Linked DNA regions of Sus scrofa: region 1 is linked to region 2. A link is a contact called in public HiChIP or PLAC-seq data. All regions are on one chromosome and are shown on one strand. Each heading gives the region's core, a stretch centred on a gene start, on an enhancer-like site or on the middle of the called end of the contact. The rest is flanking DNA. Distances are from core to core; before and after follow the strand shown.

Region 1 (3,065 bases), core at 49-2,548, 260 kb after region 2:
CCACTGAGTGAGGCCAGAATGGAACCTCCTGTCCTCATGAATGCTAGTTGGGTTCGTTAACCGCTGAGCCATGACGGGAACTCCAAGGCTTTTTTGACTTTACTACATTGGTAAAAATGTGTTGGAGGTAGGACAGGCAGAGGGAGGGGAAAGGGCGATTGCTTGAGATTCAGAAGGAAGGATGATGAGTGAGTGGTGGGGGTACTATAAAGATTTCCATTTAGGGCAGGAGGGAGATGCTGTGGGCAAAATCAGAATGACCCCAAAGGACCAGGAAATGGTCCTTTGGGAACCCATGGACAGCCTTGGGGGCTTGGGTTTGGGTGTGAGGGTACACACACCCCTTTATTTCTCTGGAGAAAGTGAGTTAAAAGTGGAACCAGGAGTTCCCGCTGTGGCTCGCTCAGCGGTTAACGAACCCGACTAGCATCCATGAGGACAGGAGGTTCCATCCGTGGCCTCGCTCAGTGGGTTGGGGATCTCGAGTTGCTGTGGCTGTGGTGCAGGCCGGCGGCTACAGCTCCGATTGGACCCCTAGCCTGGGAACCTCCATATGCTGAGGGTGCGGCCCTAAAAAGACAAAAAGACCAAAAACAAAAGTGGAACCAGACAGCAGTTTCTTGTCTCTCGCTTTCAGATTCCTTTCCCCTCACCTCTGGAGTCCTTTCACTACCCTTCTCCCAGAGTGGAAAGATCAAAGTAGGAGGTTTGGACTGTGAATCCCATAAAGCAGGAGGTAAATCAGCATCCCTGGTCCACACTGGGGTGAGGATGCTGGCCTCTTACTAAATGAGCTGATCCTTTCAGTACAGCCTGGGGGAAAGGGCCTGCCCACCGCTTAACACCCAGGCTGACCTCAGGTGAGCGAGAACCTAATCTTTTGGACCTAAATGGGGCTCAATTTACGGACGACACAGGAGAATCACATTGAGTAAACACGGCTGTTTAGCCGGAGTTAGTTCCTCCTACATGCTGAAGTCACGAGCCGAGTTAATGATGGCCTTACCAGAATGTTCCTCTTTGGGGCGCAGGGTTGAAAGGGAGGCCCTGCTCAAGTCTCACTCTCCCTGAGAAAGGGCCATTCCTCCGCTCTCCCTGCATCGCCGTTTAGGTCGGGGTGGTGAATTGGGCGGTAAACTCCTGTCGGTTCCGTATTCTAACCTATGAGGGTCCCGCCCCTGCTGAGACGTGTGTGCGTGTGTGTTTGGGGTGGGGGGGGATGGAGTCGGCCCCGAGGACTGCCTGCTTAGCTGCCAGGAGGAGGCGCCAAGTGCTCGGGCCTTCTGGACCCCGCAGCGGGGCGGGCCGGACTCCACGTGTTCCTCTAGACTACAGCTTTCCACGGCCGGCAAGGGGCGCTGGCCAGACGCAGCGTTGTGCAGCTGGGCTCGGATGTCACCCCGTCCGCATGCCGGCCCCCCAGGAGCCCGGGCTCGTGCCGCGGGCGGCCGCAGCCATCCGCGGGCAAACGGCTGTCGCCGGCGCCCGGATCGCTGATTTCACGGTTGAAAGCGGCGCCGCGTGAAAGTATAGCTACAAGCAGGCCGCAGTGGGGAGGTGGGCCAGGCCAGGCGCCCGGCGGCACGGGGCGGTGGCCGGGGCTCACTCGCACAGCCAGGACAAGAGCGGCTGCCGGCGCTGAAGGCTAGGCCAGCCGCGTGCTCACCTGCTAGTCCGGGAGGCGGGGGGACGGGGGGGGGCGGTGAAGGGGGCGGGGCCAGGGCGCGGCCGGCCAATGGGGAGAGGGCATTCAAAGGACTGCTAAATCCCCCCCCCCGGAAAGTGGAGGGGGCGGGGGCCCTGGGGAAAGTTCCAAGATCTCGAGCGAAGAAAGGCCTTGGTTGAGGGCTCACGGTCAGGACAGAGGGACGGGAAGATGTCGGCTTCGGCTGTCTCTCTCTGGAGCGGCAGGCCCCGCCCTGGCCACCTCTCCCTTCCCCGGCTCCGCCAGGCCGCCCGGCCGCCCGCCCGCCCGCCTTCGCTGGCTCCACAGCGCCACCTGCTGGACACGGGCCCCCAGCCTGGCGTGCCAAGGCGGCGGCTGTTGCTGCGACCCACCGCCTTGGCCTCCCAAGCCTGGGAGCGGCCCAGAGGGCAAAGAGCTCACTCACCTCAGATCCAGCGGCCTTTGAGCCGGAGACACTTGCCTCTTTAAAAATACATGATCGGGGAGTTCCCGTTGTGGCGCAGTGGTTAACGAATCCGACTAGGAACCAGGAGGTTGCGGGTTCGGTCCCTGCCCTTGCTCAGTGGGTTAACGATCTGGCGTTGCCGGGAGCTGTGGTGTAGGTTGCAGACGCGGCTCGGATCCCGTGTTGCTGTGGCTCTGGCGTAGGCCGGTGGCTATAGCTCCGATTCAACCCCTAGCCTGGGAACCTCCATAGGAGCAGCCCAAGAAATAGCAAACAAAACAAAACAAAACATGGTCGGGTCTGAAAGACTAATAATATTTCTTGCCCCGCCCCTTCCACCGGACCTGACATTTCTACCACTCGGTTCCACCCAAAGATGAGGCCATAGTGATGTCCCAGGAAGGGGTCATCAGCAAAAGGCAGGAGTTCAGAGTCCCTCGAGGCACCTGGTGACAGCAAGTCACTGCAGGAAGCAGCCTTGCGTTCCTTGTGTACCCTGGTGTCCTGGGGTGGCCACAGACATGGGGAAAGGAGGCAGCTGCCCATAGCGCTGTAAGAGGGGTCAGCAGCGGTGGTGGCCCCCAAGAACGGGCTGTCCTTCTCCCTCCCCTCTTGTCTGCCTTAGTATAGGGCTGAAATCCTCACGATTAGAAACAGGACTCATTCATTCTTTCCATAAACATTTATTGAGCACCTACTGTGTGCCAGGCACTGTGCTAGGCGCTGGGGATACATCAGTGACTAACACACAGTCCCTGTCCTTGAGGAGCTCACAGTCTATTGGAGGGAAAACATACATAAACACATAGCTAAGGAGCTACTGTGTGCTAAGTGCTACAATAAGAGGTATATACAAAGTGCTGTGGGAGCCCAGAGGAGCGAGTAATGCACTGGCTGCTGGGAGTGAGGAGCAAGTCTCTTGACTCCATTAAA
Region 2 (2,875 bases), core at 152-2,651:
TCTTTTCCTTTCTCCCCTCCCTGAGGACCAGGGCCTGACCTGGGGAGGAGCAGAAGGAAAGGACGTGCGCTGAGGACCTTGGTAGCAGAAGCTCCGTGGTCTCCCAGGGCCCTTTAGGAGATCGCAGCTTCCCCAAAGGAGTTAGCTAGAAAGCCAAACCCCAGGGGGGGAGGGGTTCCCCTCCTTCTCAGCCTTAGGCTGCTCCTTTCTTAGCACCTCTCCCCTTCCCAGCCCGACCAAGGAGCTGCACCGCAAGCTGAGCTCAGACGAGATGTACCTGCTGGATTCTGGGGGGCAATACTGGTATGTACTCGCCACCCCACCCTGGCCCGGCTGTCTCAGCTCAGACATCCCCCATCTTCGAAAGGAGTGGCCTGGCTTGAATGCGCCTGAGTATCCTTCCCAGTGTCACACCTGGGAGACCCTGTAAGGAGGGCGACAGACAGAGGCCAAAACAGAGGCGCTCCCCACAGCCACTAACCTGTGAGAATCAGGAAGAGACACCCCTTGTGCCAGTAAAATGGCTTTTTTTTAAGCCTGCATATTATTACACAGTCCAAACAGCCATGCTCAGCAGACCTGCCTGACTGCACAGACACTGCCGCCTAGATCCTCACACACTCATGCATGCCCCAGACGTGTCCCCGCATGCCACCGGCACGATGCATGTTCCACGGCCCCTACTGCACAGTGAGGTGACCATGTCAGGGACAGTGGGGGCAGGATCAGGCCTCCAAGAGCAGTAGGCAGGTGAGAGACAAACGACCCTGGGGGACACCTGCGGCACAACTGGCACAGAGCACACAGGGATGTGTCTGTGAGTAGACATGTGCACATGTTCTTCTGAGTGTGTGCACAACCCAGGGTAGGATTATGCGGGAGGGCACTGTCCCCTGCTCTAGGACTCCACAATCTGTGTATCCATGTGTGTGCTCTCGTTGAAATTAGTTTACATCCCTGCAGTGAACAGCATTCCTTCAGCTGTGTTACCCTTGTACAGTGCACAACCTGAACACCTGGACATGACAGCCATGCAGAATAGGCTAAGCCTATCCTTCCGAGTGTGTGACCCATTGTTTCACCCGGGAGCTGAGCTGAGCTGAGCTGAAAGATTTTTTCTCTTTTCATCTAGGAAGCAGTGAGCTATGAGGAGCTAAGAGTGGGGGGAAGGAGGGGAGGCTGAACTAATGGAGGAGCAAGGAGTAGTTTCCCATTCTCCATCCTGTGGTGAAGGCGCTCATGGTGAAGGCTTCTCTTGGTCTTAGCTTGGCTTTGGGAACCATCCTGGCAGGCGCTCAGCCTCGCAGCCTTTACAGCCACTAGCGTGGCACTGTGTGTACTTGAGATGGCCGACGTGCAAAGGGGAAGTGAATTCATGGGGCGTGCTCGAGCAGGGTGAGGCTGGGGAAATGGTCACCTCACTTCCTCTTCTCTCCTTCTGAAGAAGTCGGCCACGCCCTATGACCTGCTCCCTAGGAGGAGTCCCTAGGGCCCTGGGACCATGCCCTCCCTGCCCCCCTCCATGGGGGCATGGCCCCAGGGGCCACTCCTGCAGCCAGTGGTTGGGAGTCAGACTCTGGCTTCTGGCTTCCGTTCACTGGGACTCTGAGCAAACCCCTGGGGCAGATCCATGGTTACAGTGGCAGCGAGAACTGTGCAGAGAGTCGGGGCTGGCACCAGGCCTGGCCTCACTGGGGCTCAGAGAGGGAGATGGCCTCGTGGCCTCAATTGCCTCATCTGTGAAATGGGGATCATGAGGTCGGCTCTGCATCCCTCCCCAGGAAGCTGCAAAGTGTCCTGTAAATGGCAAATAAGTCTATGAACCGTATGAGAGCCATACGCGCTCTTTGGACCTCAGTTTCCCTCTCTGTAACAAGGGCACAGTCTCTTCCTGGCTCCCAGGAAGCCTGGAGCAAGTCTTGCTTTTAGAGCAAGCCTGACCCAAGGAAGCCCAGATTTACAACCCGGCCCAAATGGGTGGTGCGGGGGTGGAGGATGTACGGGGGGATTCTGAGTCTCGGACAGCATCGTGATTTTGAAGGTGATAGCTTTGCAGAGTCCTTTTATGCACAGATGCTGAGGGCGGGAACTGCACGCTGGCAGCCGTCTTCTTCCTCTCCCCTCCCCACCCCCACCGCCACCCCCAGCCTTGCCACTCAAACCCCGGGGGACAGTGCACGGGAAGCACGTGGCCGTGATCCCTGCCCCAAGGTGTTCAGCAGAGCTGGACGTGCTGATTGTCCTTCTCCACAGGGACGGAACAACAGACATCACCCGAACAGTCCACTGGGGCACCCCCTCTGCTTTCCAAAAGGTATGGATCGCAGCCAGATTCCCCTACCCCTGCTCACCCAAGAGGCACCCAGGCAACCACTCTGCCGAAAGCCATGTGACTGTACGGAGGCCCAGGGAGGTTAAGTAGTTTGCCCAAAGTTCCACGGCAAGTTAGTACCAGAAAGCCCAGAGCCCCAACTGCTTCCGCAGAGATATTTCGGGCCCTCAGCCCGGGCTTATCATCATCCCGTTTCAGTACGTGAAAGGACACATACTTTGATTTAGTGCTGTCTGTATGCCTAGCCCTGTGCGCAGCAGAAAGGAGGAAAGGCGTTCCCTTGCAGGGGCGAGAAATGGCATCAGGGACGTCTCCGAGGTGGAAAGGCGCTGGCGGGGGCTGGTCCACTTAGGACAGGGTCCATGTACCTCGAGGGGGCCTCTAGGGAGTAGGGTGGAGAGCAGGGCACCCCCTTCAGGCGTTCAGCAAGTGACTGTGGTTCAGACCTTCTGTCAGAAACACCGAGGCAGAAAACAAAGGCCGGTCAGACTTCAAGGAGCTCACAGTTCAGGGAGGAGATCCATTGCCCCAGGCTGTCGTGCA

The links. HiChIP or PLAC-seq counts read pairs in DNA pulled down with a chosen protein or histone mark.
Region 1: a contact with region 2 is called in an H3K27ac HiChIP or PLAC-seq map of alveolar macrophages. The contact joins two enhancer-like sites. A contact is called at or near these places in 1 of 5 promoter capture datasets (fetal liver) and 1 of 2 datasets of contacts at active chromatin or transcription factors (alveolar macrophages).

Annotation. Positions count from the first base shown.
Region 1 is chrX:106,614,948-106,618,012 of Sscrofa11.1, forward strand. It overlaps ELF4 (ETS-related transcription factor Elf-4), which reads right to left. Exons shown (of 9, transcript XM_003135369.4): 9 at 2,800-3,065. Among named protein-coding and RNA genes, the nearest start is that of ELF4, 45 kb to the right of the region's middle. Within about 2 kb of position 1,299, at least 34 of the 83 cell types and tissues checked have an H3K27ac peak or open chromatin away from gene starts, as enhancers often do. A contact at or near this core is called in alveolar macrophages, where this site is marked.
Region 2 is chrX:106,352,985-106,355,859 of Sscrofa11.1, forward strand. XPNPEP2 (X-prolyl aminopeptidase 2) reads left to right here. Exons shown (of 22, transcript NM_001004048.1): 15 at 232-303; 16 at 2,254-2,314. Among named protein-coding and RNA genes, the nearest start is that of SASH3, 19 kb to the right of the region's middle. Within about 2 kb of position 1,402, at least 11 of the 83 cell types and tissues checked have an H3K27ac peak or open chromatin away from gene starts, as enhancers often do. A contact at or near this core is called in alveolar macrophages, where this site is marked.